Linked DNA regions of Pan troglodytes: region 2 is linked to region 1. A link is a contact called in public Hi-C data. All regions are on one chromosome and are shown on one strand. Each heading gives the region's core, a stretch centred on a gene start, on an enhancer-like site or on the middle of the called end of the contact. The rest is flanking DNA. Distances are from core to core; before and after follow the strand shown.

What was found. Hi-C and Micro-C count contacts between places; a contact is called where the count stands out from the background.
Region 2: a contact with region 1 is called in a Hi-C map of stem cell-derived neural progenitor cells, with 2.3 times the contacts expected there. The contact joins the promoter of KLF3 here to the enhancer-like site in region 1. A contact is called at or near these places in 2 of 7 Hi-C or Micro-C datasets (a lymphoblastoid cell line and stem cell-derived neural progenitor cells), 1 of 1 datasets of contacts at active chromatin or transcription factors (stem cell-derived excitatory neurons) and 1 of 1 other capture datasets (stem cell-derived neural stem cells).

The regions. Positions count from the first base shown.
Region 1 is chr3:38,811,444-38,815,255 of NHGRI_mPanTro3-v2.0_pri, forward strand. No RefSeq gene overlaps it. Among named protein-coding and RNA genes, the nearest start is that of KLF3, 170 kb to the right of the region's middle. Within about 2 kb of position 2,413, at least 12 of the 24 cell types and tissues checked have an H3K27ac peak or open chromatin away from gene starts, as enhancers often do. A contact at or near this core is called in stem cell-derived excitatory neurons, stem cell-derived neural progenitor cells and stem cell-derived neural stem cells, where this site is marked.
Region 2 is chr3:38,986,322-38,990,143 of NHGRI_mPanTro3-v2.0_pri, forward strand. It overlaps KLF3 (KLF transcription factor 3), which reads left to right and starts at 1,329. Exons shown (of 6, transcript XM_016951446.3): 1 at 1,329-1,769. LOC134809783 reads right to left here. Exons shown (of 8, transcript XM_063808704.1): 1 at 2,103-3,822. The coding sequence starts at 2,524. It overlaps LOC134809784 (putative uncharacterized protein FLJ13197), which reads right to left and starts at 2,103. Exons shown (of 3, transcript XM_063808708.1): 1 at 1,484-2,103. The coding sequence starts at 1,844.

The DNA of each region.
Region 1 (3,812 bases), core at 1,163-3,662:
CCTCTGGAGTAGCTGGGGCTATACGAGTGTACCACCATGGCTGGCTATTTTTAATTTTTTTTTTTTTCGTAGAGATGTGTGTCTCACTGTGTTGCCCAGGCTAGTCTCGAACTCTTGGGCTCAAGTGATTCTCCTGCCTCAGTCTCCCAAATCCCTGGGATTACAGGCATGAGCCACCATGCCTGACCACAGTCTGAATCTCATAGAGGAAATATTTCTATCCAGAATAGGGCTTCTGGGACCTCTAACAACTTATGCAGCAAAATGTAGCCTCTCTAGACTGCAAGCCCACCCACACTAGTCAAAAAGTTAGCATCTGTCAGTTCTCTGCTGTCCATTCTGGGGAAGAATTATGCCACAGCAAATTCTTTTTTTAATGTGTTCACCTTTTACATTATGAAAATGGTTCAAGTTAATGTAAGAAAATTTAGAAAATAATAGTAGAGAGAAGAATAAAAGAAATCACCTATAGTCCCACTATCCAGATAACCACTTTTTTTTTTTTTTTTTTTTTTTTTTTAGAGAAGGAATTTCACCATGTTGCTGAGGCTGGTCTTGAACTCCTGAGCTCAGGCAATGTGCCTGCCTCAGCCTCTCAAAGTTCTAGGATTACAGGCGTGAGCCACTGCGCCTGGCCTCCACTACCCAGATAACTACTATTAAACTTTTTAATACAGGTTAAACATCCAAAATTCAAAAACCCAAAATGCAAATGCTCCAAAATCTGAAACTTTTGAAGCACTGATGTGACACTCAAAGGAAATTCTCATTCTGAGTTTTTTGGATTTTGGATTTTTCAGTGATGCTCAGCGGGTAAGTATAATGCAAATATTCCAAAATTTAAAAAAGAAAAAATCCAAACTCCAAAACAGTTCTGACCCAAGCATTTGGATAAGGATATTCAGTCTGTAATAGGGTCCTTTCTGATCTTTCTTCCACGTATATAAAGTTTTGGTTTATTGGTTTTGTTTGTTTTATACATTGCAGTAGCTAGCCAAAATATTCACTTAGCATGCTTCTTTATTTTTTCACTTAAAATCATAATACACGTGTCCCCCTGTGTGGTTATGTAAGTTTCCTAAACATTGTCTTGAATGGCTGCATAAATTCCTAATCCTGCATCAGCTCCTCCCTGCAACCCCAGCCTTCCCAGTCTAGCTCCACCCAGAGTCAGCTGGTATGTGCTTAGAAAAGGCAAGCTCATTTTATCATAAAACAGCCCTGTCTGGTAAGGAAAATCTGCTGCCCCCAAACTCCTAATGCATTTCATTACCTTTGAATTATCAGTTTGGAATTATTCACATCACTGCCCTTAATTATCCACCTCACTGCCTTCCTCATTAGCATGGAGGGTGGATCCCTGGCTGGGCTGTATTCTCTTCAGAGCTTCAGTCACTTCTGATTAGTGAGTTGCTTAGAAAATGGCCTTAGCTCCAGCAGGCCACTGCCAGTTAGTGTCCTGCACCGGCAAAGTGTTTCATTTATATTCTGTCTCTGGGTCAGCGAGGATGCGATGGGTTAGTGGGGTGGGGGATGGGGGCAGTAAGGGACGGCCAGGCCTAGGGCTGCTCCCGCCCTTACCTTCCACCTCTCCTCCTTCTACTCTGTTCTCCTTCCCTCTCCTCCCTGCCCCCAGAGCTAGTTCCTGCTTATGCGTTCTCTCTCTCTCTCTCTCTCTCTCTCCCAATCTCTGTCCTCTCTCTCTCTCCAGCTTTCCCCTCAGCAGAAGAAAATAGTTGGGCTCTGGAAGCTTAGAGTGTGAGACAAAAGCAACCTACAATCCTATAATACTTGTCATTCCTCCACCTCCCTGGCCCTCCTGCCACTCAAGATGGCCCTGAACAAAAGGCCCCAATCTGACCCCCAAGACAGGCCAAAGCGGATTCAAAGCAGAGATTTGAATCCATTTAAGCTAAGCAAACCCAATGACCACAAACTGGCCACACTCAATTTACTAACCTCTAAGTCAAGCAGAAACCTGAGTTTTCTTTTCCTTCTTTTTTTTAATAGGAGTCAAGTAAACTGGTTTCTCAGATGTATAGACAGTATTTCTAAAGGCTTGAAGCAGGACATAAACACAGCCTCCAAAGTAAAACGCAACCATAACAACACTCTGCTATCATTCAGCATGAGTTCCTGTCAAAAGCACTTCATTTAGAAATGATACACCTTTGCAAACTCTCTACCACTTAAAAGGAATCCCTGGTAGATAGACATGTTTTATTTTCTTAAACATTAGCCTGTAAATGCTATTGCTGAGTGTTGCTTTCTAAAAGGCTGGCAATCTCATAACCGATTGGTTTGGTTCCCATCTATTGCTCAAAAATATGTACGTGAAATATCCTGTCCCAGGACCAGGGCTTGTTGCTCACCAGCTGGGACAGTCAGAGGCTGTTTGCTCCCCAGTCCCAAGGCGAACAGAGGCTCCTTGTCTGGAAGGAGCCAGCAGGAAGTGCCTGCTGCTCTAGTGTAAACGTGGACGTTCACTTAAGAAGTCAGGCTGTCTAGAGGATGAACGCTGATGAGACAGGATGGAATAATTAGGACAGAGAGCTGTGACAGTGACAAATAGGAAAGTTTGGGTCATATCTGAGCTGTAGGCTGCTTCTGGGGCCACATTTGTCTAAAACTTCAGCAGGATTGTTTTGGGGGAATTTAAAGAAGTGACTGATTTGTACAATAGCATATTTGATCTTCAGGAAAAATGTCCTCAACTTTTCTGAGTCACCCCCTACTAATAGTAACTACTGAAAAACTGCTCCGTGGTCATTTCATAGACTAGCTTCCATTGATCCCACCAGCCAATGCACTTTTCCAATTGTCTCATTTATATATTTACATACTTGCTTATTCATTTTTGTAATGAGATATTAAGTATGAACTACATGCTAGGCATCTTAAGTGGGAAATAACTTGGGAAGATGCCCACTGGTCCTGGCAGAGCCTTGGCATTCTCTTATCCTCTCTCTCTCTCTGCCTTTGTCTCTCTCACACATGCACACACACACACACACACACACACACTATATGTTCTATCACTTTATCAAGCACTTACTAGGTAGCATGCATGCTGCCAAGTACTTTATATACATTATCCTTTTATATACATTATCTTTTTTAATCCTCATGGCAACAATATGCAGTAGAAATTGTTTTCCTAATTTTCCCGTTGAGAAAATTCAAGTTCCGAGAGGTTACATAGTTTACCCAAGATTACACAACTCACAGGTGGCAAAGTTAGGATGCAAAACAAAGTCTGACTGATTCCAAAGTCTGTGCTTTTTGATCCACTGCATGATAATGGCCTCTCTGTGCTCAGCAAACACGGGGTTGACCCCAGCAGCCAAAGATCTGGCTTCCAGTAATCTCCCACATGCTCACAAGGTGCGCCTTGAAAAAGTGGACACCGGAGACAGTGGGAAAGGCCAAAGGTGTTGATACAAAACTTCTTCAGAAAAATCATATTTTCATGCCAGATCCTAGGAAGTTCAAACTGGAGGGGACCTTGAAATTTCTCTATCCTGAACAACCTCAGATTCACCAACAGAAGAATGGGCTATGTCAAATGGTGTATTCATTTAATGGAACATTATGCAGAACAAACCAGAGCCACATGCATCAACATGAATTAACCTCAAAAACATGATAGGAAATTTTTAAAAGGTAAATTGAAGAACAATGTGAATAGTCATAACACTCATTTCAAGTGTAAAAACCAGTAAAATGATGCTATACATTGTTTGTAAACAGGTATAGATATAACATAAAATATACATGGGAATGATAAGCTCCAGAAATGATTAACAGATAAT
Region 2 (3,822 bases), core at 79-2,578, 170 kb after region 1:
GAGGTTACCGAGTACTAATTTTACGATACTGTGTAGCTACATGAAGCGGCTCGAAATATACTATTATCACTCCGTTTTAAGCAGCACGATGTCTGGATGAAGCATCAAAGCGAGATGGGTCAACTTAAAGGGCCTTTAAAACATCTTGAAGCAATAATAAGCCATACACTGAAGCAGGGGCGGTTTTAAACATTACACAGAACTTAAAACAATCGAAGGAATTCGTCCTTTGTTCTTTTTATTACATTAATTATTACATTAATACTGTTTAAAAAGAAACTCAAAAGGCATTAAACTTAGGTACCAATCTACAAAGTCCTCGAAGGGGCCTGGCTTGGACCGAACGCGCTTTTGTGCCGCCCCGCTCGCTCGCAGCACCCTGAAGGCCACTGAGCTTAGGGCGCTCGGTCCCTAGAAGCGACTTGAAACGAGGGGGTCGCCAGGCCAGGCCCTCGTTCTGCAGGGGAGGATCCGACCAAAGTTTGCCAAGTTTCCAGGCAAGCCCGACTGCGCAAATGCCGCTTTTTAGCTCCAGCGGCAGGCCTGGCCCGTGGGAGGTTTGCCCCAAGGGTCTCCGGGCCTTCAAAGAAAAGTCCCACGAGGCGGGGGGCGCCGCCTGGGCCGCCGGCCAGGGGGACCCGTCGCCCCAGGGCACAAAGAAAGAGCGCGCCTACAGGGTGTCCCCTGACCCCGGCGACTCGGGGCCAGGGAGGCTCGGCGCGCCCCAGCGGCCGCTCTTCCCCTCCCGAACCCGCCCGGCCCACTCGCTCCTGCACCGCGGCCGCCTCGGCTCGGCTTTTCTCTTGCAGTGAGCTGAGTGCGCTCAGCCGAGGAGGGGCCGCGCCGGCCGCGGGGCCCAGCCCTTCCCGCCGCGCCCGGGGCCGCCCTTCCCGCTGGAGCCGGCTGATCGATGGCCCTGGCCGCCCGCGCCCCCCGCCTCGGCTCGCCCGCGAGCCCGGCTGTGTGTTTTGGAAGCAGCGCAGCGGGCCGCAGCCGTGTGACGCCCGGAGCGGGCAGCGCCGCCCTTCCTTCCCCCCGGGCTCGGGCGGCGGCGCGGCGGCGGGGCTGGGCGGGAGGGCTGGCGGGGCGCGGACTCCGGGGAGGAGGGCGCGGGGAGGGGACGCGGGCGGGGGCGCGGGGCCGGGCGGGGGGCGGAGGCCGCGCCGCGCACGCCCAGCCCCACGGCCGCGCCGCGCCTCGTGGGACAGGTTGGGCCGGCGGGGCGGCGCCCGACTCCGGGGAATAATGAGTGTCTGTCAGGCCGTCCCCGGGTGACTGGGCGGGGCGGGGCGGAGGCGGCGCGGGAGGCGGGGGTGGCGGGGGAAGGGCGCAGGGCGGGGTGCGTGTTTGCGCGAGTGACTCGGCCGACCCCTCCGGCGGCTGCCTCCACCCAAGTGGGTGGGGACCCGCCCAGCCCGGGCGGCCGCGGCGGCTCCCTCTCCCCTCCCTGACCCTCCCACCCCGGGTCCCAGCCTCTACTTACCCCGCCAGCCCCGGGAGGCTCGCAGAGCGAGCGGCGCCGGCGTCATGTGACTGCCCGGAGTTGGTGCCAGGAGCCAGAGGGGAGCCAGGAGCGGAGCCGCGCGGAGCCGGGGCCCGAGCCGGAGCGCAGCGAGAGCGCCCGCCGCACGCGCGCCCGTCCCCGTCCCCTGCGGCCGCCAACGCCGCCCGGACTGGAGCCCTGACATTGCTGCGCTCGGGGGACTCCAGGCAGCCCGTATCGGGGCCTTTATTTCTCGTCGGCGGCGCCCTGCACCGCGCCTCGCAAAGTAAGTCCCGTCTCCCTCACCTTTGCTCCGCACCCTGGTCCCTGCCGCCCCCCTCCTCGGCCAGTCTGGTTTCATTTTTTCTTCTGGAGGGGGCCGCGGGGAATGGGTCGGGGGTGCAGCGCTGGTGTTGGGGGGGGGCGCCTGCGGGCTTGGGAAAGTGCGGCGGCTTCACTTAGCCGGGGTGGGGGCGGAGAGCAAGCAAGGAGGAGGGGGTCACGGGTTCGCGGTGAAAAGTGAGGGGTTGAGGCGAGGCACCCTGCGGACCCCGGGTGCGGGGGAGCGGGGCTGGCAGCGCCCGCCGCCGTCCCGGGCAGGGCGCGGGCGGGGGCTCACCTGTGTGGTCCCCGGCCTCCTCCCGCCCGCTCACGATTCCCTCCAAAGCCCCAGAAATCTCCGTGCTCTCCGCGTGTGGCAACGTTGTTTGGAGAAAGGTAGCGCCGCGGCCGCGCGCTCCTGCTCCTCCCCCTCCCGGTGCCCCCCCACCACCACCACAACCCAGGCTCCCGCGTCCTTCCCCTCCCCGCCCTCCGCCCGCGCCCCCCGCCGCCCCCCTCCCAGGACACGGCGCGCGGCCGCTCGCCCGCCACAGCAAACTTGGAGCAGTCTCCCGGCCCTCTGGAAAGAAACTTAGGGCAATTGGGATTGGAGGCAGCATCCCATTCTCGGTTCTGGAGCCCAGGAGCTGCCAGGGCGTCTGGATCCTCCGGGGCAGGAGAAATGAGCTGGCCGGGTTTGGAGAGTCTTCCTGGGGGCATGGAGAGAACCTGCCGCAGTGCCTGGAGCAAGGATTGCAGCGTGGCTGAAGGCGGAGGACGCCTTAGGCAACTGCCTGCAGCCGAGCCTGATGGGGACCCAGGGACAGATCCCTGGATCAGGACCCATGGGACCTACCTAACATTTCCAAGTGGCTTTCTTAGAGATGGCAGATAAGATCTGGAATTGTCATATTCATTTTTTTGGGCAGATAGCCACTGACAAGGAGAAGCACTTTTCTGGTTTAAATTTTATAGCAGTATACAATAATACTAGAAGAATGTGAATGAGACTTATTTTTAATAAGTCAAGTTAAACGGAAATTGGAAATTGCTCACCTTCTTGTATTTCACTAAAATAAACATTTTACACTTAACCACTGAATTTCTTACTCAGAATTTATGTTTCCATTAATATCACCCAAGACATTTTAAATATATTGATTATATTCTCACAAGAGTCTGGTATATGGGAAAAAGTATGAAGTGGTATTCTGACAAGTACCTGAAATATGCCAGCAAAATCAAGTGGGGAATAGGCCAGTTGTTCATTATAGGTTTTTCCACACAGCAGTTTTGTGCTATCCTTTTCTGTATGAATTTGAGGAGCATTTTTATAAGAGAAATTCATCTGGATGATCTGCCTCACCCTAGGGAAGAAGACTTGCTTTTAGGGGAAAAAACAATCTGCTAGCATTAATATCTACAAATTTTTTGGAGTTAGTAATAGTGTTTAAGGAAAGTGTCCACGAGTGATTTCTTCTGGTTTGAAAAGAGGTATGTTAGTTGACCTTAGGCTGTTAATAGAGACCTGAAATTAGATGTTCGATTAAATTAAACTCCCTAGAGAAACTGGTATCTTCATTTCTGCAGTCAGTGGGCTTTGCTGCAGAACTATTTATTAGAAGAAAAAAACCTAATGTACTATCGGTAAGTTCAATGATGATACATTGTAAAGAACATTTAGCTTGCATGAAAGAGAACGCAAGTACAAAAATCTCAACATGGGAATAACAAAGAAAAGTAACTGCTTAGACCACAAAACCTTGTCAGGTACAAAACGACAACAGAGTTTTGCAGAAAGCTATTGTTTTATTCACTGCAAAGTTTCTAAATTAAAACCCAATCTTCTTGTTGCTATGGGCACAGTGATGCTCTTTTTTTTCCTTTTTTTTTTCTTTTTTTTTTTCCTTACCTGTACTTAGTCTGCACACACCACATTCTTAAATCTCTGATAACGTAAGCTTGAGTTAAACAGTCCTGGCTAACAAAGTAAAGAGAAATAATGGGAAAGGAACTGT